Linked DNA regions of Danio rerio: region 2 is linked to region 1. Evidence: chromatin contacts called from public Micro-C data. All regions are on one chromosome and are shown on one strand. The core of a region is the stretch at or near the end of the contact, and the rest is flanking DNA. Distances in the headings are between cores, read along the strand shown.

What was found. Hi-C and Micro-C count contacts between places; a contact is called where the count stands out from the background.
Region 2: a Micro-C map of caudal fin shows a contact between it and region 1, with 6 times the contacts expected there. The contact joins two enhancer-like sites. A contact is called at or near these places in 2 of 18 Hi-C or Micro-C datasets (caudal fin and hematopoietic stem cells).

The regions. Positions count from the first base shown.
Region 1 is chr3:39,423,426-39,430,771 of GRCz12tu, forward strand. tnrc18 (trinucleotide repeat containing 18) reads left to right here. Exons shown (of 30, transcript XM_073944922.1): 21 at 531-672; 22 at 2,383-2,500. Among named protein-coding and RNA genes, the nearest start is that of actb2, 58 kb to the right of the region's middle. Within about 2 kb of position 4,701, at least 6 of the 62 cell types and tissues checked have an H3K27ac peak or open chromatin away from gene starts, as enhancers often do. A contact at or near this core is called in caudal fin, where this site is marked.
Region 2 is chr3:39,589,569-39,596,914 of GRCz12tu, forward strand. The region is part of intron 13 of rnf216 (ring finger protein 216); the gene reads right to left. Among named protein-coding and RNA genes, the nearest start is that of rnf216, 26 kb to the right of the region's middle. Within about 2 kb of position 3,238, at least 45 of the 62 cell types and tissues checked have an H3K27ac peak or open chromatin away from gene starts, as enhancers often do. A contact at or near this core is called in caudal fin, where this site is marked.

The DNA of each region.
Region 1 (7,346 bases), core at 3,451-5,950:
CTGCCCCTTCCTGCTCCCCTGTCCCGGTCTGTATGGGCCTGCTCACGGAACCCACCGTGACCAAAGGAGATGGAGAAGGAGAGAGAAAAGGGGAGAGCGCAGTAGAGCAGCAAGCCTAATTAGACTGCACACTCAGCGGGAAAGCAGCGAAATTAACCAAACGACATCTCGCTCCATTCATTTCTCCGCCCCTTCTGCACAATTTATTTATCTCTGCTCAAGATAAATCTCCACTGCATTTTAAAACTCTCCAGCGCTGCTATTTCTTTGGCCTTATGTATAAATCACATGTTATAATGCACGCGGCAGAAGCTCTGGAACTCCTCTGGGTATTTGCCGCATTCGAAATCAAGAAATCCTTCGTCTCCCGAGCCCAGCTTGTCACTCATCTAAATGGGTTTTACTGAATCAATTCTCCTCTAGTAAGCACATGGGTCTCATCCTTAGAACTGAACCAACAATGTCTCAGTGTTCAATATTTCATATTGTCATAGGAATTGGGGCAAAATGTACTTGAATTCCCCCAGCAGGCTCGAGGGAAGGGCGGCGCTGTCAGTAAACTGATGGAAAGTATGGCTGCTGATGAGGACTTTGAGCCCAACCAGGACAGCAGCTTCTCCGAGGACGAGAATCCCTCTGTGAGCGCTCAGCCCGAAAGACCCTGCACCCCCGGTGAGACTTTTTTTTTTTTTCCACGTTCCCTCTTGTCAGCAAGGCTCTTTCCCTTCATTACATCCCCATTTTTAATTGCAGTTTTATGACTAAATCAGACTTCATTTTCCTGTCCGTGCACTCAATTAAAAGTGAATGTCTTTTGAATGACGTGGGGGAGAGATAATTTCACAGCCTATCTTATCTTAATCCAGCATTAAAAATCAGAAAATTGATTCGGCCTGATTGCATTCATACGTTAATGGGACGAGATGCGAGTTATTGCACGCATTAGGTTCATATCTAAACCCTGTGAGCTGCTTGTTACCTGCTTCATAACGCCATAAAACCTCATAAGTAACCAAATTAGAGCTGTGTTGACAAGTCTGTGCACTGACATGCAGTGCTCCCCATGAGAAAGATGCATTTCAAAAGGATTTGATGTAATCATTTTGCTAGGCCAACAGTGCAATCCTCAAGTATAAGGGGCAACAAATTCCCAAACAATATACTGTTTTTGTTTGTTTGCTAACACTATACAATAAGGTTGTGTTAGTTGATGTATTTACATGAACAAACAAGGAACAATACATTTATTACAGTATATATTCATCTGTAATTTCTGATTAGTTCTTGGGATCTAATCAGGTCAGCAAGTAAAGTAACAAATTACAAATACTCAAATTACTCTAACTGAGTAGTTTTTCTCAGAAATGTACCATGTAGTTTTAAAAATGTGTACTTTTGCTTTCCCTTGAGTACATTTTAGTGCTGTATTGGTATTTTACTCCACTACTTTCCTGGGAAAACGTAGAAAAATCAGTTCTGCAATTCCTGTCCAATTAAATTGCACTAATATCATACTGCAAAGACATGCAGAAAACTGTTTGGAAGCATTAAAAGTGTCCAAAATCTTTAAACGCAATGACCAAGAGACTGTTTAAACTGAATGTCACTGATGAGAAGACAGGTTTACTGTATGAGGCCCGAAATGGCCTTAAACAGTAACTAAATGCACTACAGAATGTTACAGTTTTAATGTGTGTTTAAATGAATGCATCAGCTTTTTACAGTGTAATACTCACTGCTCTTGAGTACTTTTAAAAGGGCTACTTTTTACTCATATTTTGAGTAGTATTTACAACAAATACTTTTGTTAGGCAGGTAATGGTACTTTTACTTGAGTATGATTTTTCAGTACTCTTTTCATCTCTGATAATGCTTTAGTGAATGTTGAACAATAAGTGCTGTAAGTATTGTCAATTTTTAGTTCCTGTTCTTAAATACATTAACTAATGAAAGCTTATTGTAAAGTATATTCTGTTTGTTTGTTGTAGTTTTTTGTTGCAGAGTGGTATGTACTTTCCTTCTGAGATTTAGTTGATCAAGTATATTTATCGTTGGCATTTAATCTGCCATATTGGATGCTTATATCTTCATTTTGTCGCAGTGCATTCAGGGATGTTTCCCACCATTAATACTTGTGTTGCTGTCTTTGAATTAGTCTAAACTGAGGTATATTTAGAAAGCTGCATGATTGTCACCTTTGGGAACAGTCTTCACATTAAAATGCTGCATCCACTAGCAGTCCCATGGGTTTTGGAGCACAGCTATTTTCTCAAACATTTGCAACTTTCAGGTGGTGTTTAGACTTTATTTAGTAGAGCGAGTTTTGACATGCCTCTCTCTCTCTGTAGCACTACTCATCCCCCCCTTTTGTTCTTCCCCCAGCCCCTCGGAACTGTGTCATTAACAAAGATGAACTGCAGGATGGATTACGGGTCCTCATCCCTATGGATGACAAGCTCCTGTATGCCGGCCACGTCAGCACAGTTCACTCGCCTGACATGTAAGAGACCTCCTGCCTGAGCTGTTTTCATTCTCTTTATAACCTCTGCTGCATCTTCCATATCATTTGCCTAATCAATAGTTGTCATAGGGTGCAAGATCTAGGTTTCTGTATAAAATTATATATATACATTTTCCAAATGTAGTGAAAATAGGTTTGCATAAACTGCATACAGAATTAATGTAGTGTATAAATTGATATCTTGGTATATACCTGGTCTCAAACTCAATTCCTGGAGGGCCACAGTTCTGCAGATTTTTGCTTAAACCACCTCTAAATCACACCTACTTAATAGTCTCTAGTAGTCTTGAACACATTGATTAGTGGAATCAGCTGTGTTTGATTAAGGTTAAAGCAAAACTTTGCAGAGCTGCGGCCCTCCAGGAAATTAAGAACTATGATATATAAGAAATGATAAGCCAAACCAATCAGTTACAAGGTGCATCACATCACAATGCATTGTATGAAAATCACAAATTGTATGTATTTTAATATTTAAGTATTTTGGCAACATGACGAACCTGACTTAGTTGGATAATCTGTGGTGCTTCATTGGAGTAGGTGGAGCTAAAGATCTCTCTCGGCACACTTGGCACTCTCCAAATATGATTGACTTTTTTGTAAACATCATGGGTCATGTTTTTCTGCATGACTTCTGCTGTTAACCATCATTGTTTTAAACATAAGTTGAATTTAGGGATGCACAGATATATCGTTTTTGGCCGATACCGATAACTCTTAAGATTTGGAGGCCGATAACTGATATATTAGCCGATAAATATATAAATACAGTGAACAACTGATTTTTTTTTAAAAAACTTTATAAAAGTTTGAACTGATCTTATGAACTGAATAGCCTACTCAAAGCAAAAAAATAAAAATTGCAAGGTGATTATATACAGGTAGTTTCGTACAATTACTTAATTTTTCAGCGTAAAGATATCTGCCTTATTTTCATATCAGAACCATAACATAATCGTTATATCAGCTGTGTTTGATTATCAAAGTTATATCAAATCACCCAATATCAAAGTTGATTTTATATCCCTGTGCAGATAATGAAAGGTTTTTATTTCCGGAAACGTACTGTCGTAGTTGTCTTTTTCTTAGAGCTTGTTATTAAACTAGCTAGTTAAATTACCTAACTTTATAGTTACTTAAATTTATGATGTTTGAATTAAAGAACAAAATAGAGCTGTTTTAGACTAGAAAACAAATCTGAAAGATTGCAAAATTTTTTTAAAAAACATTTCTAGGAAGGGAAAATTGTCTAGTTCCTTTTTAAGTGCTTTAAATCAAGTGTAGTGTGTTGACTTATTTTAGAGTTGGTTAGTTTGGTCCAAGGCTTCAAACCAAGGCCACGAAAAAGTTGGCAGTCATTCCAGCGCTCTATTTAGCTTTAGCTCCCTGGCCACATACAAATTCTTTTTACCGAACTGCTTGCCTGAGCCACTTAGTGTTACGGGGCTAAAATATTTGCCAAGTTTTTCCCATTGTAAGGTTCAGTTCAGAGTTCTCCGTGGAAAAATGTGGAAGTGCAACGTTCTGTTTGGTCAGGAAACAGAAGGGGTGTGAAGTGTCTTGAGGGAGGCGATGACAGAAACGGGCAGTTTTGTTTTGTTTGGACTTTGTATGCTTTCTGCGGTCTCCCATGGCCTATTATCCACTTGGATGAACAAGTTTTAGTCTATTGAGGGGCGAGAGAGTTCCTCTCAAAGTCATCCCTATAAAAGATAATCTCATTTGGTGAAAAATGTCAAACTGGTGCAGCATCTGGTCCGGGATCTTTAATGAGAGGGGCTCTGTACCATTTCTGCCCTCTGCGAAATGTGTTTTCCTCCATTTTAGTTTCATTAGAGCAAGTGTTTAGCATGCAGCACAGAAACACGTCTTCCTCTTATCAGTCCGAGAGCGAGGAGCAGCCATCATTCAAACCCCCATCACAATCCTTCTCCCAAATTCCAGTGAACTGTAAGCCAGAGGTCAGGCAACGCGCTGAAAATCTGGACGCTACTATGTGTGTACTATAGAAACAGTTTTCTCCCTGATGTAAGGGAGCTGAACGGTGGTGCTTTATCTGTTCATTTGCAGCTCATAATGAGATATGTTTGTCATGTTTTGGCAGTGAAATATCGCTCCTCTATTGCTCGCTCTGCATGTGTCTCTTGTACTAAAAATAGCCCATTCCAGCCAGGGAAAGGGAAGGTGCCTTTGTGCAGGACTGTTACACCATAGCTCTTCAAAGCGGGTAGTTCAGTGTGACAGTAAAAGCTGGTTGTGAAAGCATTTAATATGACGTGAGCAGGCGCTAGTGCAGAGGGCTTGACTTCAACAGATCGCTTGTTGTCCACCCTGCCTCTCGGGAAATGTAATTTTGTGTCTGCTTGTGCTACACAACACCTTAAACCCATTCAAAGATTGAAAATGCACACCCGGGCACTCAGATGTTTATATGCCTCCACCGTCGCCACTGCTGTTTATAAGCCTCGCCTGTCTTCATTAACAGAGGCCGTTGTGGAGAGCCCAGGCTTCTCCAGGCATGAACATACTTGCAGTCCATGAGAGCAGACTGCTTAATTGTGCAGTCAATAACTCACACAGCCGGTGTTGAATTGGAACTGAAATCTGGGGTAAGGAAAAGTGTCTGTTCTCAGCCTGAGCCTCAGCTTTCATGAAGCCTGGTGTGTTCTGCTCAGAAAAGTCCTTTGGCAAAGGCATTGTCACACTTTCCGACGTGAAGACCATGCTAATGGCACAGGCCCATTATTTATGGGTAATGGCAAACTAATTGAAGCTTTCGCTCTATCCTTCACTGGCTTGCCATTTTTCTCTGTTGTATCTTTAATTATGTTTTAGAGATTTTTCACAGCTAAAATTCCTCCTCCACGTTTCAACACTAATCAAAGATTTCTGAATGTCATCATGTCATCTCAGTAAGAAATGTAATACGGCGAATTGCATATTGTGCCTCAATGCGTAACTACTTTCTCTTCTCTATTGATATGTAAATAACCATCTTATAAGTCTCAGATTTGTGCTCTTCTATTGAAAGTTTTAGGTTTTTATTTATATAAAGTTATGTTTGGTTTAGTGTGTAGGTCATCAAGTACAGTTATGCCTAGTTTAGATTGCGTGATTTTAACCACGATTTTGGCTCACCGACAGGTTTTGAGAAATCGCCGACAAATGCCTGCAATCACAGGCAAATCGCTGCTCGTGCACGTGAGTGACAATCACACAGTATGAAAGATCAAAGACGCGATCTGAGAGAATCGCAGATGAGTCGCCGATGCCTGTGAGATATTTGGCATGCTAAATATCTGGAGCTGTCGGCGATTCAAATCATGCCGTGTGAATTGAGTTTTGACTGAAAATAACATCAGCGATCACCTACAGCCAATGAGAGAGCAGCTTTCACTTGTGTGTGCGTGTGTGTATAACTGCTGCAGGCCAGCGGGAGGCTGGGGGGGAAGTTAAAAGCGCTCTTTTTCGGTTTATTTGGACCCACAAAATGGAGGAAAAACTAGTGGAGATTTGACAGGACTCAGGAGCAACCGTGTCTGTTTGACGTTTCATACAGAAAGAAATTAGTTTATTATCAACGTTGAGGAGAAATGGCTAATTCCCTTTAAACCCAGGTGAGCAAACATGTACATGTTCTACCCCATTAAAGGCTTCTTTCTCATCATGTAGTTAATAACAAAAGATATACTACATGTTTTTGGCTGTGAGACGTAGTTTGGACAAAGTTGTCGGCGATTCTCCCTATAGTAAAGTCATGCAATGTGAATGTCCATGTCGCCGAACCATCGTGCAGTGTAAACAAAGCAGCGACGAAACGCTAGCCCAGATAGTCATGCAGTGTGAAAACATCTGTGACACGACTAGTTTGAAAATCATGCAGTCTGAACTCGGCATTAGAAGATATAATAAATAAAATCAAACCAGTTGACCAGGGCGAGTGTAGTCTCAGCCTTTAGATGTTATGGACCGTTTACTGACACTAAATTGAAAACGCTTCAGGAGTTTCATTTTTATCTTCTAACTGGATAAAGGATTCTACAGGATTTCTGGGAGACAGGTTTTGCTTCCTGAAAAAAAAATGATGGAAAAAAGTGTCATCTTTAACTAAAAATTGGATTTTCAAGAGTGTTTATAGTTTACAGTAGTGGTTCCCACACTTTTAACTCATGGCCCAACGTGTATGTTTCTGTGGCCCATTGCCATTTTTAAATGAACCCTCTATTTGTGGCTGGTTGGTAACTTACTTAGAAGCAAGTCGGATAACTGAATAAACTGCTGATGATTTGATTAAACAAAAAATTTACATAACAAGCTACCAAGCTCAGAGAGACTCAGGCTGACATGGTTTAAGGAAACAGGAAAACCAAAATTCAGGCAAATTCCATAAGCACAGGACAGTTTTTTTTGCAATATTTAGGTTTTGCTCAACTCCCACAGAACATCTAGGTTAGATTTGAGCACGTACAAATTTGTGAATTGTAGCTATGTAACAACATCGCAATTATTTCACCACAATCTAGACATATGCACATAAAAACAAGCACTCATGTGCTGCGATTCCATCTCTTGCTGCTTCCTGAGGGCCTTTAAATGCAGCCTTGTCCTGTCAGTTGAATAAATACCAGTTTATTTGCCTTTTAATTAATTCTTTCATTTATTCATTTTGTGGGAGACCCGCAGATAATTTTGAGCACCGGCACTCTGCACAAACATGAGTATCTTAATGCTTACACCAGCAGTAGCAAATATTGTCCTGGTTGCATTGGGTTTTACGAGTGCAGCTCTCTAGGTCAAACAAGCAGTCAAAACCGGCATAGAACTG
Region 2 (7,346 bases), core at 1,988-4,487, 160 kb after region 1:
GAGCACAGGAACTTGAGGGCACGCATCCAAGAGACAAAGAGGAAAACCTGAAATATGAGCAGTCAAGCCATTAACAGGGCACTGGAATTCTGGAGCTTTCCACAGCCACCGACAAATGTGGGTTAAACAGCTGCAAACTTCTACTTACTTAATGATAAAAGCATGCAGGCACATTAAACCGCCAAAACAATCAGACAATGATTACCATCAATATTCAGAATACAAAACAAAACTAATAAGTGATAGAACATTGGCAGCCAATCAGAATCAACTGAAATATGAAGAGTTTGTGGAATTTAAAACTACGTCATTCTGGAGATGCTCTGCTTTATGTTAAGCGCTTTTTGCAAAACTTAAGTGGTTATACCATGGGGAAAATTATAAAAATACATAGAAGTTTAGTCAATTGAGAACCAGTTCTCATTTACAATGATGACCTGACCGAGAGGAAACATAAAAATGAGATATGAAGCAGCAGAGACACAACACCATAATAATCTCACAGATGCAGATAATAACAACCAGGGACAAACTAAAAACAAGCACAGTTATCTTGTACTATTAACAGGATTGAATTTCTAAAGGATGATAGTGGAACATAAGTGTTGAGCTTTAAGATCTGCAGCAGATGATTCCAAGCATCAGCAACAGAAAACTGAAAAGAGTAGCGAGCAAATGAACTGCGAACTATGGGTATACAAAGGTTAATAGAACTACTAGAAGTTGACATGTTTTCTGAATGTTAAGAAAGCAAGTACATCATTGAAGTATTAAAAATAAAATTACCTCAGATGTCCAGTGCTAGTTTCAGCTTTTTTTGTGTTGCCTCATCAGAAAATGTTGTGGAAAATAGTTGGTTTAATTTGGCTACACTGATTTTGATTCGCTCAAATTCGCTTGAAATAAAGATTGACTGATCAGATGCACTGGTAGCACACTGAGCTCATCTGCTGCTTGCAAGGGGGTAATGGCTAATAAACATCATGAACTAAAATACACAGATTTTTATCATTTATCAGTGTAGATTGACGCAAACATATTTGTCATAATACTTAAGAATTAATCATGCTTGGAGTGATCGGGTCTTTAGAGTACAAATTGTTGTGTAATGGACTTTCCACAGCAATAATGAACAAAAATCTGAAAAGTGTTTCTTTAGGAAGTTTTTTGGAAAGACAATCTCAAAACATTCACCCTTCATGCACATCTAAAAAAAACAAAAAAAAAAACGCTGCAATATAGATGCCAGGCTAGTCACTTTGTAAAGAGAAACTAAACACCTACACATACAGTCCAGTAGTCTTCACATTGTTGTTTTGATTGTCAAACAAAAAAAATAAAATATGTTCATCATTTATCTGTGCTCACCATACTTTCAAAGCAAAATCAACTATTTTAAAGGAGCTGTATATAAGGTTTTGACTCTTCTAACGCATAAAACCACCATAATAGGTTAGCAGATATTTCAGAATCATGCTAAGTGAACATTTTTGTTTATAGGAAAAACAATGCTAAAGTCCGATATTCTGCTTTGAAAATGGGCGTTCTGTGCTGAAACGCTGTCTTTGTTTTGGTTCTTTTAAACCGCCCAATGCCAGTTTAGCCAACTATATAACAGCACCACGGGTTGCCTTGTTGGAAAACCGCATATTTAGTTAATTTATTCATGCATTCAGTCAATCAGAAAGGCTTTCAAAGCATGCGAAATGCGGCCTCCAGTGGACAGTAGCAGACTGCGAAATAAGATGCAGATTCAGAGTTCCACATGAGGTTATTATTTAGCAAATAATATAAATATTACCAGCGTAAAGATTAGGTGAGCAGGTTACATTTTAACCATGTGTCCTAAAAACACGCTGCATGACGAGATACGCAGTAATAAGCAATTTGGCCGAAAACAAAAATTTAAACACTGCCATTCAGAAGAACAGAATTTGCACTCACTCATGAAATGGAAAGGTTTATAATGTAATTAATACATATTACACCTCTTTAACATTATTAAATGCAGATGCTGAAATCACTGATGTGTGTTTAGTTCTAAAGTTCAATTTCAGAGGGTTTATGTTATTTTCAAGATCTAAGGTGAACGATCTGCTGCTGCTTTCAGCAGTATGGCAATAAATGTCATGTAAAATGGCATTAAAAACGCACATAATTAGCATTTAGCACTAAATAAAGCACATGCGGTGTCCCTAAGGTGATCATTGTCAGTTTTCTGTTGTTTAGCTGCAAGAAATACAAGCCACATTCCTTGACTGCACATATTTTGCACCTAAAAGTCAAACTGTCTTTCTTTGATAGGATTTTTTTATAATGAGGATTGTGCCTAAGCAGCTTAACATAAATGAAGAATAGAGAATAAAAAGCCATAATATTTCAGAATTGTGGAATCATTCCAACATATCGGGCAGGCAGCATAGTTGTGGTAAAAACCTGGTTAAACATAACACAAATGTCACTTCTGAAGTTTAATTCAGTTCAATTTAATGCAAATGTCACCGTTCAAGGATGAGCAGCTCCATCAGCCACAACCAATCAAAAAAGAGGTGAATTTATTGGAATTTTATAAATCTGACCACAGCTTCAAAAATAAGTCTATCCCTTTATAAACCAAATTACATTGGGGGGAAAACAAATCCCCCAAATGACTAAATTTCAGTGGAACAGTTGCCAAGTTAAATGTTATAGTTTCAATTTCTATAGAAGTACAGTGTGCCATCACATTTCTAGAGAAATCAAAACAAAGCCTTATTATGACGAAAAAAGATTTTTCACCATTTGACCTTTAAAAAAAACACATCTGTTTAGTAACAGCTCAGATGTTTAACCACCAAGCCGCAGCACCGTCTGCACTTTTCAGACTATAATACACCCATTATCAGGCAGGCGGTTGTCTTTTTAGATCTATCCATCTACAGAAGAAATTTGTTCCCAAGAAGCACGGCTTTGGAAAAGTCCACACGATGCTGGCCAAGTCATAAGAGCTCAGTTCTTCATTTCGAAAGGAATGTCAAACTGAGTGCCAGGAGGAGGAAGTGAATCTGGGTCACGTTATGAAATCACACTAACACAACTGTTTTCAATTTCCCCCATATCCAGTCCTGTAACTCCACCATTGGGAAGTAGCACAGGAGAGGAAAATGGAGGTCCTGCCTGATGGCACACTTAATCTATCAGTGGTGTCGAGAGGAAGGCCAAAGACGTGGGCGTTCTCTTGCTCCCAATCTCCCGCCCTGCTGAGAGCTGCTGCACAAGTGTGAGGCGGAATAATCAGCAGCAGATGTGAGGCAGAATAAAACTGCATAGGCTTTGCAGAACAAGAGCGCCACCGAGAGGACAGCAGGTGTATGACAGAAAACAAAAATACCAGATCACAGGGCAATGTCTTCTAAAGACACTACCATGAAAGTGAAAATTCACAACTTTTATTTTTAATGTAATAGTTATTATGAAAAGCATTTATTATTTTGAATGATTTATCCATGCATTTGTTTTTTTTTATTTAAAATCACATTCTCTCAATCTATTTAAAATCATTTCCTCTGGCAACTGCAATGAAAGTTAAATAAAAATTAAGTGATGATGACGACAACTATAATAAAAATATACTAACATTTTTATTGACTAATAAAATTGAGACAAGAATGTGATTGAGGGATGTGTTTTGGTAAATTTCCAATCAAAATTTAAGTTTTGGTCTTTAATGGAAAAGCTATATTCTATATTTTAAAGTTACACTTAAATTAAACCAAATATAGTTTAGTCAACTAAATCTAAAGTAGATAAAATTTAGTCAACTTAAACTAAACTAAAACTATGGTTTGAATCAGAAGACTACAATTAAAATAGAATTTTAGTCAAAAGACTAAGACTTAAACTAAATCAAATTTTGCTGTTAAAATTAACACTGATTACAATATTGCCATGGGTAATTTACAAATAATAATAATAATAAAAAATAAAAAATAAACTTTCATATTAACCCTTTGAGGTCCTGAAAATATATTTTTTGGCCCACATCTTGGATTGAATAATACTGACACAACTCTGATAATATTAATAAGTAGAAGTAGTAGTAGTACTAATTTAAATAATAATGATAACCTATGGATAAAAGGTCAACTAGGTGGTTATGATTCCTGTTAAAGGGTTAACTAATGCATTTTTTGTTAACAATTTAAAATGACCTTATTATAACGAAATATAAACAATCCCTCTTATAACACAATGGAGCTAAACACACCAGTAAGTCTGTACCAGTCTTTGCCCTGATTTCCTCACTGATGTCTTCTGCAAAAAATCTGATTCATTCACAACATTTAATTAAAACATTTAATTTGAGTTTGCTTTTTTTGTAGGTTCACAATAAAACAAACAAGCGAATGGTTACGTTAATTATTATTGCATGAAAGGGATTCTGTCCAACCCATGGCCATAATTCTCCCTTGCTTCTCAGATGGAAAGATGGGCCAAAGCAAAGGTTACCATGGGTCAACTCTGGCCTGAAGGCCCTAGTTTAGGCATCTCTGGTTTTAGCTTCAAACACAGTAAGGTTTGCTTCAACAACTCAAACCTAAGCGGTCTGCATCACAAGTAAAACGCTGTTCAAAGTGTGTACTGACTTTTTGGAGATAAACAGGCAAGTATGTTCGATTACAAACGCTAGATGAAGTTAAGGCCTTTTGTCAAATTTACTTGGTCGTTATGCAAAGTTATTTCCAAAATACATTCCTGTACATGGCAATATTATGCACCTGTAAATTTCATTAGGATGAAAATAAACAAAAGTTGTTGGCGCAGTGTTCATCTTACACAGAAGCTGCAGTCAAACATATTTTTTTTCCAGTAACATTTTTGCTGTTTCAAAAAAATATGTTTTTTTTTATTATTTTTCCATTGAGCTTCTGATGAAAATGTGAAATATAATGTGAAAAATGTAATTTACTGGAAGTTTCATGGAAGATAGCACTGTATTAAAGTGTTTACAGTATGTCATCAAAGCACGCCAAGTTGTACATGCGGCAGTTAAACGTTCACTAGAACACTTAGTTCTGCAAACGCATTCAAATCAAGACTCAATTTTTTATATGCACCCTGTTTAGTTGAGGCAGTATGGATTTCACACCTTAAGGCTGAGCGCAACATTATAAAGCAAATCTGATCTCTGCATATAACATGGTCAGACCACAACAATACATCTTTTGGCATTCTGCTCACTACTACACTCTTCCTAATCTTTTCGTTTTGTGACTTTAAACATTTTTTGAACTTAGCATCATCCCATCTCCTTTTTTGGCATTTCTCTAGACTGAACTTTTTCATTTATAGATTTTTTTTTTTTACTTGATGTGACTTATCAGAACAATCTCTTTTCTCAGACACCGAAGAGAAACACTATGCATCCATTTTTTTCAGGAACACTTTTTTAAAACAGCTCATTGCCTTCTAGCACTACCAGTCTCGTCCTTTTGCAGCAGCTCCAACACATTCTTGCCATTTAACTGCACAGCCGTTATATAGCATTGAGGGATTTCTAATAAACATGCATTTTATTTTAGTTAATTTTAATAACAGAATTATTTGAACTGCAGTTTATCAGGGAAAAAGTACCAAAATGTTTAAAAATAGCAACACTGAAATTATTTTGGATTTGTTTTAAATTAAGATTACAAGAGTATTTTGTTCTTCAGTCAGTCAGAAATGTCAGTAATTCTGGTCAAAATGCTTTGTATTAGTTTTCTTAATTTACATCATGCTTCATTGTGCTGTTTTATGAGCATGACATGTTCATTAAGCAAAAGAGTATGAATAATTCTTAAGCAAAATTAGATTATTGTATCATTAATTTCCACAAATCATGTTTTGTTTTTTTTACTATTTAATGCACAAAAATATTCATTATTATTAGTCAATTATTGCAAATGAACTCAACATTACCAGTGTGAATATTTTGGTCCAAGTCAATTTTCAATAAAACTCTAATATTGATCTCGGCACACATTATAAATAAGCATTTCTAAAGCCCTGATCTTAAAATCAATTACATATTCAGTTTAGAAACAATCCAATACTCTGGTCTAAATTCTAAAGCGTTATTACATCATTATAACAAAGCATCACTTTAGTCACTACATTCACCCAAAAGGGCGACCCTGACCTAACACTATATTTAATTCCTAACCACTAAAGACAACCGCTATTTATCAACATCTAACAAGTGGAGAATAATAATGCAAATGTATCTGCTTCAGAATTACAGTAACTCAAAACATACTTTACAAAGCAGGCCTTCCGCATTTGTTTATTATTTAAATGTGACTGAGGCTCAAATACAGAGGGAAAGAGATAAAAGTGGAGGTTGTCAGACAAAAGGAAAGATAGCCCTGACAAAACGCAGACCACTCTAGCATTGCTTTTGGGCCTGTTGAGAAAGTAGCTGTGAGTTCAGAGTCCTTGACGTGTTCGGCCTGTCAGCTGAAATTCACTAACGCACAGACGGACTGACAGCTCTTGGAGTCCTGGCACTGCCTGACACATTCCTCACAGCCAAACACTGATAAGACTGAGACAAAACATCAAACGTACTTGTAACCAGTGTTGGAGAAGCTACCATCAAACTTGTCAAGCAAATGAACTGCTCTTGGAAATAATAAAGGCAACATTTAAAGCAATCTAAAATCTCCTTTTAAATACAAACAAACAAACATAAAACACATCCGATTATAAGTTTGAATTTAACCCATTTTGATTCATTGAAATTTGTGTCACAATTTTTAAAGATCATTACTTTTTATGACTTCTTTTAGGCATTGGACAATTTACTGCGGTTTGGAAAAGTAAAGGTTTGAGAAAAAAAAAAAAAAAACGCAAAAAAGTTTGTTATACTGTTCATACAGTATATACAGTTAGGTCCATACATAATTGGACATCGACACAATTACAGAATTTTTGGCTCTATAAACCAACACAATTGATTTGAAATTAAACGAACAAGATGTGCTTTAACTGCAGACTGTCAGCTTTAATTTGAGGGTATTTGCATCCAAATAAGGTGATTGCTGTAGGAATTACATATGTTACATATGTGCATCCCACTTGTTATGGGTCCAAAAGTAATGGGACAGAATAATACACCCAATAATACATGCCCATGCCATGACACTACTACCACCATGCTTCACTGCTTAGGATCAGGAACAGTTCCTTTCCTTCTCCATACTCTTCTCTTCCCATCACTCTGGTACATATTTTAGAGCAATGATCACAATACTTTGATACCGTGATATATTTATCCAAGGTTATCATACCATCAGAATCTTACACCGGCCCATGCCTACTTTTTA